Linked DNA regions of Mus musculus: region 2 is linked to region 1. The links are chromatin contacts, called in public HiChIP or PLAC-seq maps. All regions are on one chromosome and are shown on one strand. The core of a region is the stretch at or near the end of the contact, and the rest is flanking DNA. Distances in the headings are between cores, read along the strand shown. Region 1 overlaps Psap (prosaposin). Region 2 overlaps Cdh23 (cadherin 23 (otocadherin)).

Evidence for each region. HiChIP or PLAC-seq counts read pairs in DNA pulled down with a chosen protein or histone mark.
Region 2: a contact with region 1 is called in an H3K27ac HiChIP or PLAC-seq map of microglia, with 5 times the contacts expected there. The contact joins two enhancer-like sites. A contact is called at or near these places in 1 of 115 datasets of contacts at active chromatin or transcription factors (microglia) and 3 of 9 other capture datasets (adipose tissue, liver and pancreatic islet).

Annotation. Positions count from the first base shown.
Region 1 is chr10:60,288,313-60,291,954 of GRCm38.p6, forward strand. Psap (prosaposin) reads left to right here. Exons shown (of 15, transcript NM_011179.3): 2 at 3,327-3,460. Among named protein-coding and RNA genes, the nearest start is that of Psap, 13 kb to the left of the region's middle. Within about 2 kb of position 1,864, at least 89 of the 459 cell types and tissues checked have an H3K27ac peak or open chromatin away from gene starts, as enhancers often do. A contact at or near this core is called in microglia, where this site is marked.
Region 2 is chr10:60,472,683-60,476,324 of GRCm38.p6, forward strand. All of the region lies in intron 12 of Cdh23 (cadherin 23 (otocadherin)), which reads right to left. Among named protein-coding and RNA genes, the nearest start is that of Gm17455, 75 kb to the left of the region's middle. Within about 2 kb of position 2,064, at least 6 of the 459 cell types and tissues checked have an H3K27ac peak or open chromatin away from gene starts, as enhancers often do. A contact at or near this core is called in microglia, where this site is marked.

The DNA of each region.
Region 1 (3,642 bases), core at 614-3,113:
AGGTGTGCATGTGCCATGGTGTGAGTGTGGAGGTCAGAGGTCAACTTTTGGGGGTTTTCCTACCAAATGGGTTCCAGGCATCGGGTTCAGGTTGCCAGGCTTGGCAGCAAACACATTTTAGCCATTGTATCATCTTGGCTGAATCTTGTTAAGTAGTACCAACTAGCTTCTATAATCCCCCTGCCTCAGTCTCCCAATGACTAGACTTTCAGGTGTAAACTACTACACCTGACTTCTATGAGTGCTTTTGTTGTTGTTGTTTTTTTTAATAACACTTACATGTATAGACACAATCCACAGTGTATAAGTTGTAAGAGTCGTTCTTTCCCCAGTGGGACTAGAATACAACCCCCACCCCACCCCGTGGTTTGGCAGTAAGCACCTTTACCTGCTGAGCCATCTTACCTGGAAGTGTTTGGAGTCCTGCTTCTAGGGCTGCCGTGGAACCCGGCTCCTGACAGCTATCCTTAATACCATATAATTCTGGTGATACCTAGTTTTATTTTGGGTTATTTTGTTATTACATTATTTGCCAGGACTGAGGATTGAACCTGGTTCCCACATGTGCTAGGCATGTTTGCCGCTGAGCTGTATCAACCTTTGTAGATGCCTTCTGTTTCGTTTGAGACAGGGTCTCATCTCACTATGGCCCTGCCATTGCCTCTCAGTGCTGGGATTAAGGTTGTATCACCATGCCCAACCTTGGTTTTGTGCTTTTGAGACAGGGTTTTCTATGAGTACTAGGCTGGCTTTGTACTTAACTGCCCCAGGCTAGCCCCAGTAGTCCTTCCCCAGACTTCAGTGCTGGGATTGCAATGTTACCATTGTTATTTAGACAGAGTTTCACTTGGTAATTCTGGTTGGCCTGGAACTCTGTGTGTGTGTGTGTGTGTGTGTGTGTGTGTGTGTGTGTATGCGTGTGTATGCATGCGAGTGTATGCGTGTGTATGCCTGTGTATCAATCAAGCTGGCCTTGAGCTTACTGAGGCCTTTGGTGGCATATCTCTTCATCGCAGCTCTAAGAGAGGCTGCAGCAGGAGGACTTTGAGTTTGAAGTGAGCCCTTGCTGTATATAGAGATCTTGTCTCAGAAGACTGAAAGGGGAAGGAAAGACAACGGTCCCCACCCCCACGGGCTTTGATTCCTGGGCCAGGCCCTTGAAATGTAGAGTTTAACTTGTATGTGTGTGCTGAGTGCTCTTCATATCTACAAGGACATAGGTAACAGCAGGTTGAATCAGACCCTGCTAGGAGCTCGGGCAAACAGTCTAAGAACATTCTTAGAGGTAGCTGGCCAACTGCCGGAGAAGGAAATTGGTTTTAAGGACTGAATGTTGCAGGCTTGGAGGTCAGAACATAACTGGTCAAAAAGTGGTTTGGGTTCATTTTTTGAAAAAGATTTTTAATTTTGATTATGTATGTGTACATGACTATGGGTGCCCGTGGAGGTCAGAAGAGTTAGATCTTCCTGAAGTGAGTTACAGGTATTCAGGTCTGCTGCAAGAACAGTGTGTGGTATCAGCCATCTCTCCAGCCCTGGGTAATTATCTATTTATTGATAAATACCCTGGGGTTGGACGTCCGTGCCTAACAAGACAACCCAACTCTTTCCTTGGTGTGTCCCTTGTTGGGTTAAGGCTGGCCCTCTGATTTTAGTTAGTTGCACAGTGACCTGGGGTCTGGAACCATCCAGAACAGCTCCACTCCCCTGCCATAGGCAGGACAGCTCTGCTCCCTCGCCTGTTTGAAAACCGCCATGTGTGCCTCTATGATGTTTTCCCTGCCCTCCTATCATGTGGGTCCTGGGGTTCACCCACTGAGCCAACCCCTCCCCCACATTGTTTTCCTTTTGAGATAAGAGGCTCACAACTCAGACCATTCTCCTTCCTCTGCCTCCCTAAAGTATGGTTTCTAAGTGTGCCGCCACAGCTCAGTGCTCCCACTTCTCTTTCCAGTGGGCTGCCCTGCCGGTGTCTTTCCTTTTCACTGCCTTAGCTCTTGTGGTTAAAGTGCAGGTATGAGTCTCTGTTCTGTGCCCTCAGATCCCTAGCCACTGCTGGGATGGTGCCCGTAGGGTGGTGCACCTCTGTCTTAGGGACAGCTCACTGGGTAGTGTGCTGGGCACTGAATAAGATGCTAAGTTTGTTACCTGGATCTGGGTCAGGGTTACTTTCAGACCTCTGTCACCAGGCTAAAGCAGGCTGACTGAATGTGGTTTCCGTGTCAAGTTCCTGGAAGGCAAAACAAACACAGGGTCTGCTGTGGCTCAGGCTTGTGATTGCAGGCTATGCTCCCAGAAACCTGATGACTTTGGTCATTATAGCAAGTCCCCAGTAAAGATGGAAGTGGGCAGTGTTAGCAGTCAGTGTTAGTTAGCCTGCTTCCTGGTCTGCTGGGGTTCGAGCCTGCTGGCCTCTGGTTCCTCATGTGCCTGCTACTAGGCACCATATTTTTCCTCACTGGGGGTAGCACCAGGCAGTATGGTTTTTGTTTTGGAACATGGTTCTGTAGCTCAGGCTGGCCTGGAACCCAGGTTAGGCCTCGGGTAGTATGTATAGCTTAGCTCTTAGGAACCTTTGCCAAGTGACCCCCACCCCCATTACTCAGCCTGGGCTGGGCTGGGCTGGGCTGGGCTGGGCTGGGCTGGGCTGGGCTGGGCTGGGCTGGGCTGGGCTGGCCTCTGGGAAGTTGGGCTTGAGAACATGCTGCTTTTGTGAGTTGGGGTGCGTGTGCGCGCCTGTGCGTGTTTGTGTGGTGGCCGGCAAGGCTGGAGTACGGGCAGAAGATGCAGGACCGTGTGCCCAGCTCCTTAGTTCATTCCCTTAGTCTTTAGGAAGAGCCTGCTCATGGATGTCTGTGTGGGGTACATGTTTGTGGGATGCAAACATGGACTTCCTGGGTGTCCAAGGTGAAGCAGTGTGGCCACGGGGTTTTCATGGTTGATTGAAGCCACGTGCCTCTTGTTTTCATCAGAGGTTGGGGGCAGCATCCTGATACCTGCCAGAGTTTGGTCCTCATGCTAGCCCATCTTCTGCGTCTGATAAAAATCCTCTGTGTAGCCCAGGCTGGCCTCAAACTCACCATCCCCTGCTTCAGCCTCCTGAGTGCTACGGATTACTCCAGTCAGATTTTGAGGACTCAGAACCTGACACTAGACAGGACACGTGCCTCCTGTCAGTCCTATGACTTAGGGCAGGCTCTCCCTGGCCAGCCATTCTGCGATACAGTCTGTATTTCTTGGGCTAGGGAGACCCAGTGATCTCTCAGCCAGCAGGCAGAGCTAGTCCTTAACTCTGCGTACTTATGTATTGGGCGGTTTTCCTTTAGCTCTGACCAGCCCTGTCCAAGACCCGAAGACATGCTCTGGGGGCTCAGCAGTGCTGTGCAGAGATGTGAAGACGGCGGTGGACTGTGGGGCCGTGAAGCACTGCCAGCAGATGGTCTGGAGCAAGCCCACAGCGGTGAGTGCCCGCTCCCAGTGTCTATGCAGAGCACTTGGTCCTTGCCCCTGCCCCTGCCCCTGCCCCTGGTTGTACTCTGCTTACCTTTCCTGTCCCACAGGCACCTTGTCTCTTGGTGACCCACTCACCTGTGGGCCCTCAGGGTCTACCCCCTGTCCCGGGTGAGGGTCGTGGTGCAGGCA
Region 2 (3,642 bases), core at 814-3,313, 180 kb after region 1:
GGCTTCTCTGTTATAGGATGTGGCTTTCTCTTTATGGACCTCAACAGAACCCCAACTCAGACGACTATAATGCTCCCTCTTTTAAAGATGTAACCCTAAAAACTTAGGGAATGGTTATAGCCTACTTTGACCATAAAAATCTAGAGATTCAATTCTGAAACTATTTTAAAATATTTAGTGTCTAAATTCAAGCTTTGGTTACACCCTCACGAATAAGCCTCCAGCCAGGAGTATTTGAGTAGGAGATAAATATTCAAAGTCCCCTTCTACCATCCCTGGCCTAAACACCAAGAGCATAATAAAACACCAAGGATGATAATAAAACTCATAGTTTTCAGGGCTCCAACCCCTAAACATCCTTGCCAGGTTCTACCCTCTGTCTGCACATTTCCATCTCCATCTCTAAAGGAAGTGCGGTAGAGCCTGCCCTCTCTGACCTGAACTGAGCCTTCTTCCCAGAGGCTTCTGGGAGCTCCATGGGCTGGTGAGAGCCCTTTAGCCTATGCTGAGGCCTGGGATAAGGAAGTGGGGTACAGAGAGGGTCCCCAGAGTCAGTGCCATGCCCTTTAGAAATGCTGTCTAGAACTCAGATCTACCACAGGAGAGTCTGTGACCACACACCTAGTGGGGAACACTGAAGTTTAGTGATGTTTGTTAACATTAGGGCTAGGGAGATGGCTGAAGGAATAAAGTACTTGCTTTGCAAGCCTGAGGTCCTGGGTTCGATTCCCAGCACCTATAGAAACAGCAGGTGCAGAGTGCTCCTGTAATGGCAGTACTAGAGGCAGGGGAAGGGGCAGAAAGATTTCTGGGGTTTGCTGGTCAGTCAGAATTCATGAGCTACAAGTAATGAGCGAGTCTGTCTCAAACAATAAGGTGGAAAGAAAGCCCCCAAGGGAAACCTCTGACTTCCACATATATGCCTTTGCGCATGCATACACCACAGACGAAATTTAGATGCGCTGAGCAGTCAGACCCGAGGCATCTCCCTCGTTAGATCTGCAGTTTCACGCAAATGATTTTTCCCCCATTAGACCTGCTTTCCTTGTCTGCAAAATGGGGTTGGTGGGGGGAGAAGTGCTGTCCACCCAGCAGACTACTGAGGACAAACTGTGACATCCTGGTAGCTGCCTGGACAGACGCTCATCTAGGAAAGCCATTTTCAGAGTTCTAGGAGGCATGGGGTGAGAGGGGAGGGACTCGGGAGGTGGGCAGAGTTGAGACCTTGGCCAGGGCAGAGAGGGGCAGGCAGAGGGGGACCCACAATGGATGTGTAGGATGCAGGGACCATCCATCCACTCCCACCCTCAGCATGGACTGCCGGGCTCCGTCCTCTTGCTGTTTGTTGAGCTCATCCATGCTATTGAGTGGCAGAAAATCAAAGCTGACAAGCTGTGTTCTTTATCACTCCTTTGTCCCATCTTCCGCTTAATTAATCCCAATCAGACTTGGTGAAGTGGCCTTGGCAGGGAGGAGACCCCCTCCCCCTCTCCCTTAGAGTCAGCCGCTTCTCCCTCCCACCCTAGACTTCTGTCCCTGCTGCCCTGGGCCAAACACCCTCTGCACCCCCAAGGCTCGTCTGGATGACCAAGTACAGAAAGCACCAGAACCCAGGGGAGCTCGCCGACTCTGTCTCCAGCTCCCCTTGGGGACCATGGGGACAAATGTCTCCCATGGTCAGCAGTTGGGTCTCACTGCCCTTTCCTGAGTTCTAGGTCTGTCTGGCCCCCAACAGTTCAGAGGGTCCCCTTTCTCCCCACAGAGCCAAGGCTACTGCCCTCTTTCTGGGTCTCCTCTCACCCCAAGTCCTGCCTTCTCAGGTTTGGGCCTCCAAGCAGACAAACCTAAAGCTGAGAGTATGTATTTTCTGGAGCTACCACCCATCGCTGTGTGGTAGGGGAAGATCTTTTCCCGTGCCTCAGTTTCCCAGTCTGTAAAATGGTACTTTTGCTTTGGGGGTTTCTCCTATGCACCCACAAACATGAATTACTTGATGTCCTCTGACTGAAGCGTTTCCTCCCACCCTCTGTCTCTCTCGTGTCCTCTCCCACTCTCTGTTCCCCTTCCTGTCCCTTCACTTCCTGTCTGAAACCATAGACACTCAGGGTCACTCCCCACTCCACGCCCATGCCCATATCAAAACCCTAATCTCAAAGGAGGGCAGGCTTTTGGGAGGTGGTTTGGGTGGGTGGGTGGAATCTTCCTGATCAGGATGCCAGCTCCTGATGGCACATATGAAAGGAACCCCAGGTCCAACTTTACCCTTTCTGCTATGTGTGGATACAGGGAGAAGATGACCATCTAAAAACCACGAAGTGTCTCTTGCCATGCAACCAAATCCTCCAGCTCATTGGTCTTAGACTGCCCTGTCTTCACAAGGAGACATGTGAGCCCCCTGGTTACTCTGGCCCAGACAGGCTAAGAGCCTCTCTCTCCTTTCATCTCTCCTCTCTTCTCCTTGGTGCCCCAGGTTACCCATCGAATTCCACACACGCCTGCACAGATGGGATCAATCCCAGGCTGCCTCGCCTTCAGCTTATCTCCGCTCCAAATGATTGATTTTCCCTCTTTAAGAGTAATTTGCTGGTGAATTCCACGTATTGGGAGAAAAAAAAAAAAAAACCCCAGCACAAGCCTGTGAAATCTAATTCAATCCGACTGGCAGCTGGCACTTTGAGGGAAGAACACTAGAGAGCCGTCATTTTCATCCCAGATGGGTGTAGTGCTGTGGGAGGTGGCAGGTGCTCCTCACCTGTACGAACGCACCTCCCTCTGCCTGGCCCAGCTCTTCTGGGAGTCATAAAGTACTCACACAGAGGCCAATGGAGGTGTGTTTAAATGAACAGTTCCCAGTTTGTAGCCCATGGTCAAGTGCATTGTGGGAATCTCTCGTAGGCTAGCTACACCTGACCTTCAGTCTGTTGTCTTAAGGCATCCTTCCTTCCCTCCCTCCTATCTTCCTTCCTCTTCCCTCCTTCCCTTCCTCACACCTCCCTCCCTCTTCTCTCCCTCCTTCCCTCTCTCCCTCTTTCCTTCCCTCCCTCCCCTCTTTCACCTTCCCTCTCTCCCTCCTTCTTTCTTCCCCCCCCCTCCTCCTCCTCTGATTTCTGAGCACAGAGTCTGTGCCCTTGGGACCCAGTGCAGCACGTATCCTGGTGTTCCGTGTGGTTCAGTCCTGCGACCTCTGTCCCTTTTTTGTTCTGGTTTGTCTGACTCAGTTTCCCCACCTGGCTATGGGTTGCCCATCAAGCTTGAACCAGAGATGCCTGTCTATCATATGCATACTACAGGATTGCTGATTGAAAACATTGAGGAAGGGGGTGGTGTCATTTAGTCTACGAGCCCTAAAGATACACTTGATGGTGACTCCTCTCACCTCGTGATTTTTGGGGGGATGGGGATATCTGCAATACTTCATAAGTTAGCATGTGGTATAACAGTTTTTGTTCTATAAATAACAATGCATGTATAGGTTCCTGTCTCCCCTCCACTAAGCTAGGGCCCCAAACAATTCTCCTATCCCTACCCCCCAAAAAATAAAGATCCCCGCCTTGTTCTAAGTCTTTGCAACCCCTGCTGTCAGCCACAGAGCTCCTGTGTTTTTTGGGGATGTCACAGAGTCACACAGACTGTATCATCTGG